2 separate regions of the Capsicum annuum genome follow, and region 1 is linked to region 2. A link is a contact called in public Hi-C data. All regions are on one chromosome and are shown on one strand. Each heading gives the region's core, a stretch centred on a gene start, on an enhancer-like site or on the middle of the called end of the contact. The rest is flanking DNA. Distances are from core to core; before and after follow the strand shown.

The links. Hi-C and Micro-C count contacts between places; a contact is called where the count stands out from the background.
Region 1: a contact with region 2 is called in a Hi-C map of leaf, with 1.8 times the contacts expected there. The contact joins two enhancer-like sites.

What each region holds. Positions count from the first base shown.
Region 1 is chr1:52,374,319-52,379,526 of UCD10Xv1.1, reverse strand. It overlaps LOC107874120 (protein DETOXIFICATION 42), which reads right to left. Exons shown (of 14, transcript XM_016720993.2): 9 at 3,076-3,239; 10 at 2,189-2,260; 11 at 1,982-2,098; 12 at 1,794-1,889; 13 at 1,301-1,422; 14 at 612-881. The coding sequence ends at 839. Among protein-coding and RNA genes, the nearest start is that of LOC124900111, 7.1 kb to the right of the region's middle. Within about 2 kb of position 1,711, at least 1 of the 5 cell types and tissues checked has an H3K27ac peak or open chromatin away from gene starts, as enhancers often do. A contact at or near this core is called in leaf, where this site is marked.
Region 2 is chr1:52,134,325-52,140,133 of UCD10Xv1.1, reverse strand. It overlaps the pseudogene LOC124892450 and the pseudogene LOC107845093. Among protein-coding and RNA genes, the nearest start is that of LOC124897682, 100 kb to the left of the region's middle. Within about 2 kb of position 1,408, at least 3 of the 5 cell types and tissues checked have an H3K27ac peak or open chromatin away from gene starts, as enhancers often do. A contact at or near this core is called in leaf, where this site is marked.

The DNA of each region.
Region 1 (5,208 bases), core at 462-2,961, 240 kb before region 2:
CTTCATGTTTGTTAATTAGTAGAGGTTCATCACTCATTACTATTGGTAAGGTAAGGTTTAGCCCCCCTGCATGTACTTATCCCTATTGAGGATTTTATTTTTATTTCAACAAAAAAACCGCTAGATACTCTATCTCGTGGTACAAATTTGCTTAAAATAGTGAGTTGTGTGAAATAAAAAAGTATTGTTTTCTTCTAAGAGTAGTAGTCTTTTGACACTACCAAGTTTCAATTAGTGTTATTGTATTACTCTATTTGGGTATTATATTTATCCTAATATAATATTTGTGTCCTTGTTACTCTCTTGTTATTGCTATTTAACATCTAGGGTGGAATAATTAATTCTCCAAATAGTTATATCCCCGACTCATGTAATGCATATCAAATTAGAATGGAACGGGGTATTATATTTATACACATTTCCTCCTTTCCAATTTGTGGGAAGCTGTTGATTTGCCATGAATCTTAGAAGAGAATGGAAGATTGTTGAAACTTGTGATCTAAAATAAGCCAACAATTATTTTGTGACTATAAATCATCTCATTAAAGTTTAAATAAAAATCCGATGTTACATTACTAGTATATATAGAAAGATATCATTTTCTGTGAGACTGGACGAGAAAATACCATATAATAAGATTGATTCTTTTCGGAATCTACAAAAGAAAGAGTGCTTTTATAATGGAACTAAAGAGATCAATGTTACTTTGGGATACAACATTGAACAAAATTGCCTTATAAGGTCCCTCCTTAACTTTCTTTGGTCCTTATAAGGAACTTAAGGTTACTGTACAAATTTACTGTATGAAAGTAATATGTTAATTGTCTAACAGAAGCTTTCAGCTCCTGAGGAACTTCCATGGGCCTGTCCCTGTGCCTATCCTGCAAATGGTGAAGCAGAAAATAAACAAATTATGCTTTTACGTTTCCATGGTCGCCTTAATATTATGTTTGACCAAGCTTTTAGGAAACCAAAGTGCTTTCTTCTAAAATACTTATCTTAAAGAGTTGAGGTGTCTGACCAAGCTTCTAAAGAAAAAAAAAAATAAGTGCTTTTGATCAATAGCGGTAGCAGTTTTTCAGAAACAAAAAAAGTATATTTTCCCCAGATTCACTTCTGAAACCCTGGTCAGACACATATCACTGCTATAATACTGGCAAAAGTGTTTGTTCAAACTGATTCATCAAACACAAACTGCTACTATCCAAATGTACTTTTTCCAGAAACACTTCCAACAAAAAGCAGATTCTGGAAGCTTGACAAAACAGGCTATATGCCTTAGTTTTATACGAATGCCTACCTCCCGAAGCCAGCTAAAGCTCGTAGGCTCATATAGATGGTTAGAGCTACCCAAATTCCAATATATCCAAAACTTGATGAAAGAATGAGCAGGAACACAATGCTGAAAAGAGCCAGCGTAAGCTGAAGATCAAAAGCATTCTTGTCAATAAATGTTTCCTTTGATCAGGATAAGTTATAAAAATTTGACAATATACCCAGATCATCAGAACGGTAGATTTCTTCAAGAGGGTAATTCTCTCTTTGTAAATGTGTGTGGCTGTTTGTGGGGATGGGGGTGGTGTGATATGAGGACATTGAGTTGAAGTGCGACTTTGAATAACTGAAATAAAATTAACACCTATGTTGCTTGGACTCTCAAAAAATATTGCCGCATCGGTGTTGGGTGCCTAAAGAAGACATTAATTTTGGAGCAGCTGACTCACGCCCATCAACAATTTTGAAGAGTCCAAGCAACATACGTTGAGACTAATGTTGCAACACTATAATCTTACCATCGAGTATGCAGAATATGAAAAGTCGGATACGCCAAAGTTTACACCATCAAAGACAAAGGCGAGGCAATTGATTGGTTGGGTTGCAGCGACAAACTGAAATAGGAAGAAATGCTGAGTTCAAACCAAGTTTTTTACAGTGAAAGTTTTGTAAATGTATCAACTACATGTTTATAAATGGTGTATACCGGAACGCCAATGCCAATTAGGTGCAGGACATGGACATCTTTTGTAAAGACTCTTGCTCCAAAGTGTAAACCAACTCCAAGAATGAGTGCTAGTACCAACCCTAAAACTACTCCCAACTGCACATCAAGAGCTGCATCGTTATTCTCTCATTTGCTATCAAAAATATACTCACATGTGAATACTCTGCTGTAGAACAACTTTAGTACCTGTAATACCCTTGATGCTGCTGCAGTACACCTACTGAAGTCCTTTTGAGCAAATGAACTTGCTAGTATTGCCTGAAAGGGGAAAAGGAACGTTGAAGTTTTGAAGTTTGTTCACTTAATATGATGACTGTTGATGCTTTCTTGTGGTGGCGAATATGAAAGTACAAATGTCTTTCACTAGAGATATTTGGAACAATATACAGTCAAACTTCTACATAACAACATCGTTTGTCCTGATTTTTTTGACCAGTTATTGGGAAATCATTTTATAGAGAACTTTATAATATAGTGAAATGTTGTTCAAGATCGGTTCCACAGAAAATATGGCTGATATAGTGAAAAGTTTTTCAAGAGGATGACTGTTATAGAAAGGCCTGACTAGAGATTCACAACTTTGATTAGTGAACATGAACACATTGTTTCTAAAGAACAGAATTTTGCTAATTCCTATCAAGGAGCCGTGCCTCGTAGATTTTCCTGCCACTATAGCAATGACTACTGTTACACTATGTTACTCAGACTCATCAGAAATGCCAACGGTTATGTGTTGTATCATCCAAGGGTAGTGCATTTTTGGAAGATTTGGCACACACTCGCGAATTTTTGAATAGTTTTAAGTAACATAGTATGGTAGTATTCGTTGCTACAGTTGTAGGAAATTCAACACCTTTGTAGGAATATTAATGGAGAGTTCGAGCAACATAGCTTCCATATCCCATTTTGATGCAAATAATGGTTCCCCCAGTTCTTGAAATTAAGATTTCTTGGAAAAATGATATATCTGGTTAGAACATCAATTTTATTAGTTACCGGTCTTTCTCTTTTCCAACGGATCTTTAGCTTATTTGAGACAGCAAAAAGTATTGATATGGGGCATCATATCTCACCTGCCCAGCTACAGCTAACCCATCAGCTAGAAGAGATGTAGCTAGCCAAACCTGCAAGCAGACCTGAAATGCAGCCATTTGTGTCGGTCCTAACCTTGCAGCCAATGATGCAGCTAATGTTACACAGAATGTTGCTGCTATGACCCTCACTAACAAAAGGAAGCCTGAAATTAGGAGGAAAAAAAGAAAAAAAATTAGCTTTTCTGTACCGCTACTCTTGAAAGGGAAAAGGCTCAAATATGCCATTGAACCATCAGAAATGGCTCATTTATACCATCAGTTAAACGTTTGGCTCATTCATGCCATCGCCGTTACAAAATCGGCTCATCCATGCCATTAATTTTTAACGGTGGTTTTAAAAAACAACTTTTCCACGTGGCCTTTTATTAAAGGTCCACTTCATTAATTAAAATATGGAAAAAGGCTCAAATATGCCATTAAACTATCACAAATGACTCATTTATGCCCTCAGTTAAAAGTTCAGCTCATTTATGTCATCGTCATTATAAAATTAGCTCACCCATGTCATTATTTTTTAATGGTGGCTTTTCAAAAACAGTTCTGTCATGTGGCCTTTTATTAGAGGTCCGCGACATTAATTAAAATAAATCAATATTAATTTCAAAATATCTTAGACCCATTTAAAACAACCGATTCATTTAACATAACCCAACCCACACCCATTACAATTTTTTTTTTCCCTACAGCAACTATGTTTCTAATAAAGAAAATAATGATTAATGTATATTTTTTGGCTATTTCTAGTTCATTCTAAATCATTATAAATGTTACGCTTAACAGAAACCTCAAAAATTCTATCCTACAGTAATTGATTAATTTTAATTCCACTGACTCCAATATATACTCCGAAGTTGTAGGAAAATAAATCAATGAACGATTAGGGCAAGCAAGAAAAAAAAAGAGGCGTACCAATAAAACTTCTCCATTCGTCCATCACGAATTAGGGGAGTATACATCATTGAAAAAATCATTTACAAATAATGACTTAAAAGAAGTCGGTTATCCCAATTATTCCACCGTGCATATGGAATAACTTCTCCCATCACGAATTAGTGGAGCATTCATTGTTGAAAAATCATTTTCAAATAACGACTTAAAAGAAGTTTGCTATTCCAATTATCACGCCACTGGGATAACTTCTCCCATCATTATGGTATAAATGCTGAAATAAATAATCCCGATACTAACTAATTTCGGATATTTTGAAATTAATATTGATTTTTTTTAATTAATGGCGTGGACTTCTAATAAAAGACCACATGATAAAGCTATTTTTAAAAACTATCATTAAAAAGTAATGACATGAGTGAGTTGATTTTATACTGGTGATGGCATGAATGAGCCGAACTTTTAACTGATGGCATCAATGAGCTACTTCTGATAGTTCAATGGCATATTTGAGCTTTTTTGCTTATTTTAATTAATGACGTGGACCTCTAATAAAAGACCACGTGACAAAGTTGTTTTTGAAAATCACCGTTAAAAAAGTAATGGCATGGATGAGTTGGTTTTGTAACGGCGATGGCATGAATGAGCTCAACTTTTAATTGATGACATAAATGAGTCAATTCTGATAGTTCAGTGGCATGTTTGAGCCTTTTCCCATAACATTTAGATTCTTCATAGTGAATTTAGAGTTTGCATTAAAGTGAAATTAATAGACAGAACCACAGATGACGAAGACAAAATCTGGTGAATGGAAGTTGTTCAAAATTTCAGAAAACAAATGGGACGGGCGAAAGCTCAGAAGGTTTTGGTGTATCAGGTTAACTTAATATATCATTGGAGCCACCTTACCGCCTCAAACACATAGACTCTGACCATAGTATAAAATACACGAAGGCATATACAATACATAAACACACTTAAATTTGGCTTCAGCTGGCAAGTAAGCACTCTAACTTTGAGAGCGCGCATGTATACACCTAATCAACTTGGTCTCGGTAACTAAACAATCTAACTCATCACCCACTGTGTATCGTGGACACCCGAGCATATAAATTTTGGAAGTGTCTAGATAATCATCTTCTAAGTTGGAGTATTCAACTGACCTAATGGATATAAATTGAGGTATCTAGACATGCATACTAAAAGTTGGAGTGTGTATTTACT
Region 2 (5,809 bases), core at 159-2,658:
ATTTTCTTAATCAAACTCTATAAAGTATAACTATGGTGTATAAATTTTCCTAATCCATCATATTATGCACGATAATCCATATAAGAACTGATAAGTTGATAAACATGAAAGATTAAGAGATAAGATGCGAGTCATGAGTCAAACTCAATCCACAAATACTAACTCATAAAGAGTAATAGATCGCCCAACAATATATAAGTATGCAAACAATCTCTCTCTCTCAACCAATGACACGCTTAACAATAGGATCCAACTTTAAACTGAGTAAAAATGCCAAGAAAATACACACGTCATTTCTTATAATACATGCAAAATTTGATGATACTACAATAACAAAAATAATAACAATCTCCCCTGTAAAATCTCACGAATGTATATCAGAAAGGGAGCGATGATTGTCTGTTTTGATTATTTCTAGAAAAATAAAAAGATAGCTATGTTTAGTAATTTCTTTAAACTATCATCATAAAAGATAAATATAATATATAAGTTGCTTGATTAGGTAATTAGTCCTTAATTTCATGCAAGTCAATCCACATAAGAATTGATAGAGTTATAATAATGAAATAATAAGTTATAAGACTAATAGCATATCCGATGAAATTCGATGAGTGGGATCTGAAGAGCAAGCACCATTCGGAATGGTTGATCATAAAGCATTTGTAGGTAATTTTTAAGTCCCTGGTCAAACTAGGGAGACTACCATGGTTTGAACAAAGGATAACAGAGATTTATGGAACACTTGCACCTCGCTTTTATAGTATTAACATTCCTCTTATAATCAGGGGCAGGTAGTAAAATATATGTAGGCCTTACCATTACCTCATTGAACGGAGAAACTATTTCTAGAGCTCGAGTACAACATATCAAAATAAGTATGAAAAAAGGAAAGACTCTAAATTAAAACATATCAACTAATATAGAAGCAATAACAAATACAAAATTGTACAATAATTGAAACATGACATATTTAGTAAAAAAGTCAAGTGTGCCTGCCTATGTTTTGCTAGAAGTACACTTCCAACACACTCGTTTTTCTACTCACAATAACACCATCTCTCATAAATTTTCCCTTCTTTTCCCTCTGTAAAACTCCAGCACCGGAATAATTCTCCAACGGACCTTCACCAGTAACCTATAAAACCCCTTAACCCCTTCTGACCAACCCGAAAATCAAGATAGGTCCAACCTCCTATAGAGTATGTCCAGATACCAGTAGGAATAGCTGGACCACTGGCGCTTGATGGGAAGAATTATTTCGTGCCAATAGCAACGACAGAAGGATGCCTAGTGGCTAGTACCAACAGGGGGTGTAAAGCTATTTATGCTTCCGGTGGCGCCACTAGTGTTTTGTTAGGAGACGGGATGACAGGAGCTCCTGCAGTTAGGTTTGACAGTGCCAAGAGAGCTGCAGAGTTGAAGTTCTTCGTCGAGGATCCAATGAATTTGAGACTCTATCTGAAGTTTTCAACAAGTGAGTATTCTGGTCCTTCCTTCAAGTTCAGTTTTTCCCTTTCTTGAACTTCTATCATGGTCTTCATGATTTTATTGGATTTCTCTGTTTCCTCAATATTTGTCTGTTTCCCATATTAATCAGCATGCCCTCCAATATTATGTATACTAGTTGTATAACTTTGTTTTAATTTGGACATTGCAGATCAAGCAGATTTGCCAGATTACAGAACATTCAATGTGCAATTGCTGGAAAGAATCTGTACATGAGGTTTAGATGCAGCACTGGCAATGAAATGGGAATGAACATGGCTTCTGAAGGGGTACAAAACGTTCTTGAACACCTTAAAAATAAGTATCCCGACATGGATATTATTACCATATCTGGTATACCAGCCACTCTTATTTTTAATTATTGCATTAACTTTTTGTGTTATCCACATACTTAACCACTTGTTAATTGTTATTGATGTAGTGGTGGTACTTTCTACCGACTATTTTTGGATATTCTGGAATTGCTACTCCGGAAATTAGTACATTCATTGTGTGGAACAAAATACATAGTTCATTTTTCTTTTTTCTTTTTTTTTTCTTTAGGTATAAACGTAACAAAAACCCAATATGTTTTGTTTGAACTATGACAGGGAACTATTGCTCCCCTCATGAATGCAAAAAGCCTATAATTATCGCTCCCCTCATTTTGTTCTTCTTGTTACCCCTTGATCCAAGAGAATTATTGCTTGAAGTTATTTGAACAATTACAGGGAACTATTGCTCAGACAAGAAACTAGCAGCTGTTAATTGGGTTGAGGGGAGAGGAAAGTCGGTAGTTTGTGAGGCAACCATAGAGGAAGAGGTGCTGAAGAAAGTTCTGAAAACCGAGGTTGCTGATCTAGTCGAGCTGAACATTCGTAAAAACCTCATTTGCTCCACCGTGGCTGGTGCACTTGGTGGCTTCAATGCCCATGCCATCAATATCGTCACAGCTATATATATAGCCACTGGCCAGGACCCGGCTCAAAATATCGAAAGCTCTCACTGCATCACTATGATGGAGGCTGTAAATGATGGCAAGGACCTCCATATTTCTCTCACCATGCTTTCAATTGAGGTATCCGCTAAACATAGAACATTCACACGTATTCAGTCATCATTGTTTCCTTTGTACACCATCTTAAACTTTTACATGTGACAATTCTAATGAAATCATTTAAAGGGCTTTGACACGACAACTATGCCTCACATACCAAGTATGTTACAGTCGGTAATATGAGTCCTGACTATACTGCTCCAAGTCCATTTAAAGAGATTACTGCTAAAATGTAAGCTAAGATAGTATAGATGAGTCCTTCGTTATTACTCCACTTTCATTAATTCTATTTCCAATCCGCTGTCTAATGCTTTTTTCTTGAGACGAGCGTCTCTTGAAAACAGCCTCTCTACTCCCAAGGTAGGGGTAAGGTTTGCGTACACTCTACCCTCGCATAGGGTATGTCGTCGTTGTTGTTGTTGTTACTACTAAAAAAGTGTTTCTGGAAGCCTGTGTTTCTTCATTGCACTTATAATGCATGTTACTGTTACTTTTCAGGTGGGTACAGTTGGAGGCAAACTGAACTTGCACCTCAATCAGCTTGCTTGAGCTTATAAGGAGTGAAAGGTGCCAACGAAGAGGCTCCAGGGTCAAATGCAAGGCTCTTGGCCACAATAGTAGCAGGTTCGGTACTCGGTGGTGAGCTATCCCTCATGTCTGCTATCTCAACTGGACAACTGGTTGATAGTCACATGAAATACAATAGATCAAGCAAAGATGTTACAAAGGATCCTCCTAATATACAGCTAAATTCTCCTGATCATGCAAGGTGATCAGCATGTTGTGCTGTATCCCATGGTTGTTACCTATTTTATTGTGTTGCTTTGCCAGTTAAAATACAATGTTTGTTTTGATTGTTAATAAAATTTTGTTTTATGGTATCACTTCTCGGAAACTTTACAAACAAGATGAACACATTAAAAAGGAATTAATTACAAGGATAATATAAGAAAATTTTCATTAATCCTTTATTGATTTATTATGGTGTGCAACTAGTATGGATAACTATTTTTAGTAAGATGACAAACTAATTTGAGACTGAGGGAGTACAATCTATTAAATTCATAAATATGATACTGTTGGAAGTGACGGACGCTTATGATCAAAACAACTCCCTCTTGTCCTTTGCCAATCTCTATTGTATTTGAGTAGCAATATTTCAATCAACTATCAGACTTATTCAGAATAACAGTAAACCAAGACAAAATAATTTCATAAGCTTAAGTTTTCGTTCAGCCATGCATGAATTGATAAAATCATCTATGATTTGATATTAATGCTATCTGCAACGACGGATTAATATGAATAATCTATTGTCCAATTTATGTTTTCTCCTATGAATATCTATTATAGTTAGCTCCTATGATTCGCAAATAACTACAATATGCACGAAAGTAGGTAGCATAAGGACTTGACTAACAACCTAGTTTATAAAAAAGTAAAGGAGAAGGCATAAAGACCCACTTAAACTATGATCAAATTTTCAATTACACAATTAACCTTTGGAACGGTGCTATTAGCCCCTTAAGTTAAATATATATGAATAGATATAATTATAATAATAGTAGAAATGATATAACTTGACTAAAGTTTATCCTTAACCAGTAGATAACACTTGTATTAAGGGCAAAGTCACAGGGGTGCAACAGGGTTTTACGATAAATAATATTTCAAAAAGTTGCATTAAATAATATTATACTTAAAAATTAAAGTCTTCTTGTATGTATATACAATAAATGTTAGATTTTCATTTATTTCTTTGTGTATTAACCTTTTCATCTATTGAATCTCCTTAATGAAAATTATGATTGTAACTATCTAACATGAATCTTCCCCTCCAATCAATTGTACTTTATGGTTTTCTAAGTAGGTTTTAATTATTTGTGATGTAAAAATGAGATATATGTGCGACACTCATGATGGTGGTAAGTGGGCTTCTAGTCCAGTAAGTTTTCGACGAAATGAAGCATATGATGTTTAATAGGAAAAGAAGAAAAATAAAATGCTACGTAGTGTAGGGTGTGTTTGGTATGGAGGAAAAAATATGCTATACATCTATTCTAGCTCGTATTCCTTCCATCAACCTTCTATCTTTATAAGTTATATTCTATGTTAGTTGTAGCCTCTCATCCACACAATTCTCTCAACCGTTACTCCTTGGCCATCCTAACCCCGCCAAAGTCCAGGCCCCACAACTCATCCTCTCTTACCTCTATATTTTTTTTGCTAGATTACATGTAAATATTTTTGAGATAATATTTATATTCTTTTACTTATTTATCAAAATAAAAAATAAATATTTTAAAAAAACAACATATTTTAGGAAATATCTTTTAGAAAAACATCTTTCGTTGAAGAAAAATATTTTATTCAATAAACTCAAATAATACTTCTATAATTCTCCTTACAAAAAAATATGTGACAGAAGTTTATAATACTAGAAATCATATTAAACTAGAATTAAAAACTTTATTCCTATATGAACTTAGGATAAACAAATCCTTGTCCTAACTAGACATGAATCAAAACATTACCAAATATAAAATCCTAAACAATTAAGGATTCCTAATTCAAATTTGAATTAATATTTCCAACATCCGGGAATAATATTTTCCTTCATAAGACACATGATATACGTGCTTTTAGATTCGATAATAACATAGCCCAAGGAACAATTCCATTAAGTCTATTGGGCGAACAATAGATGGTAGGCATATATACAATTCAAAACTAATTGGTCTCAATTACATTTTTCCTTTTAATTTACGTAAAAGGAAAGAAAGATATTTTATATTTATAATCTAAATAAACCAAAATATTTGTGTGACTGTCACCACGTATCATCAAGAGTAAAATATAAAGTTTAAAGTTAAATTATTACTAAATAAATAAAAGTATATTTTAATTTGGGACCGCCTATAAAGAAAATAGTGCATGTCATATCAATTTGGATGGAGTATTTTTCATCAATGTCTTTCTCAAATATAGGATATTAAGTACTGTTTTTGTTCCAAATTATGTGGTACCTCTTGAATTTCTAGAGTAAAAAACGTTTTTCTTTGACCCCGATCTTTTCATGTTTTGTAAATAATTTAAAAGAACTTCAACAGATAAACAAGTATTTCTTTTATCGTACTTTTTATCTATTTTACTTAAAAAATTTATATCTGAATTAACAATCAAAATCTAAAAATTTAAATCTTAAAATTGAGAAATGACACGAAAAAAATAGGGTTAGATCCACCAAAGAGGGTAGCCTTAACCGGT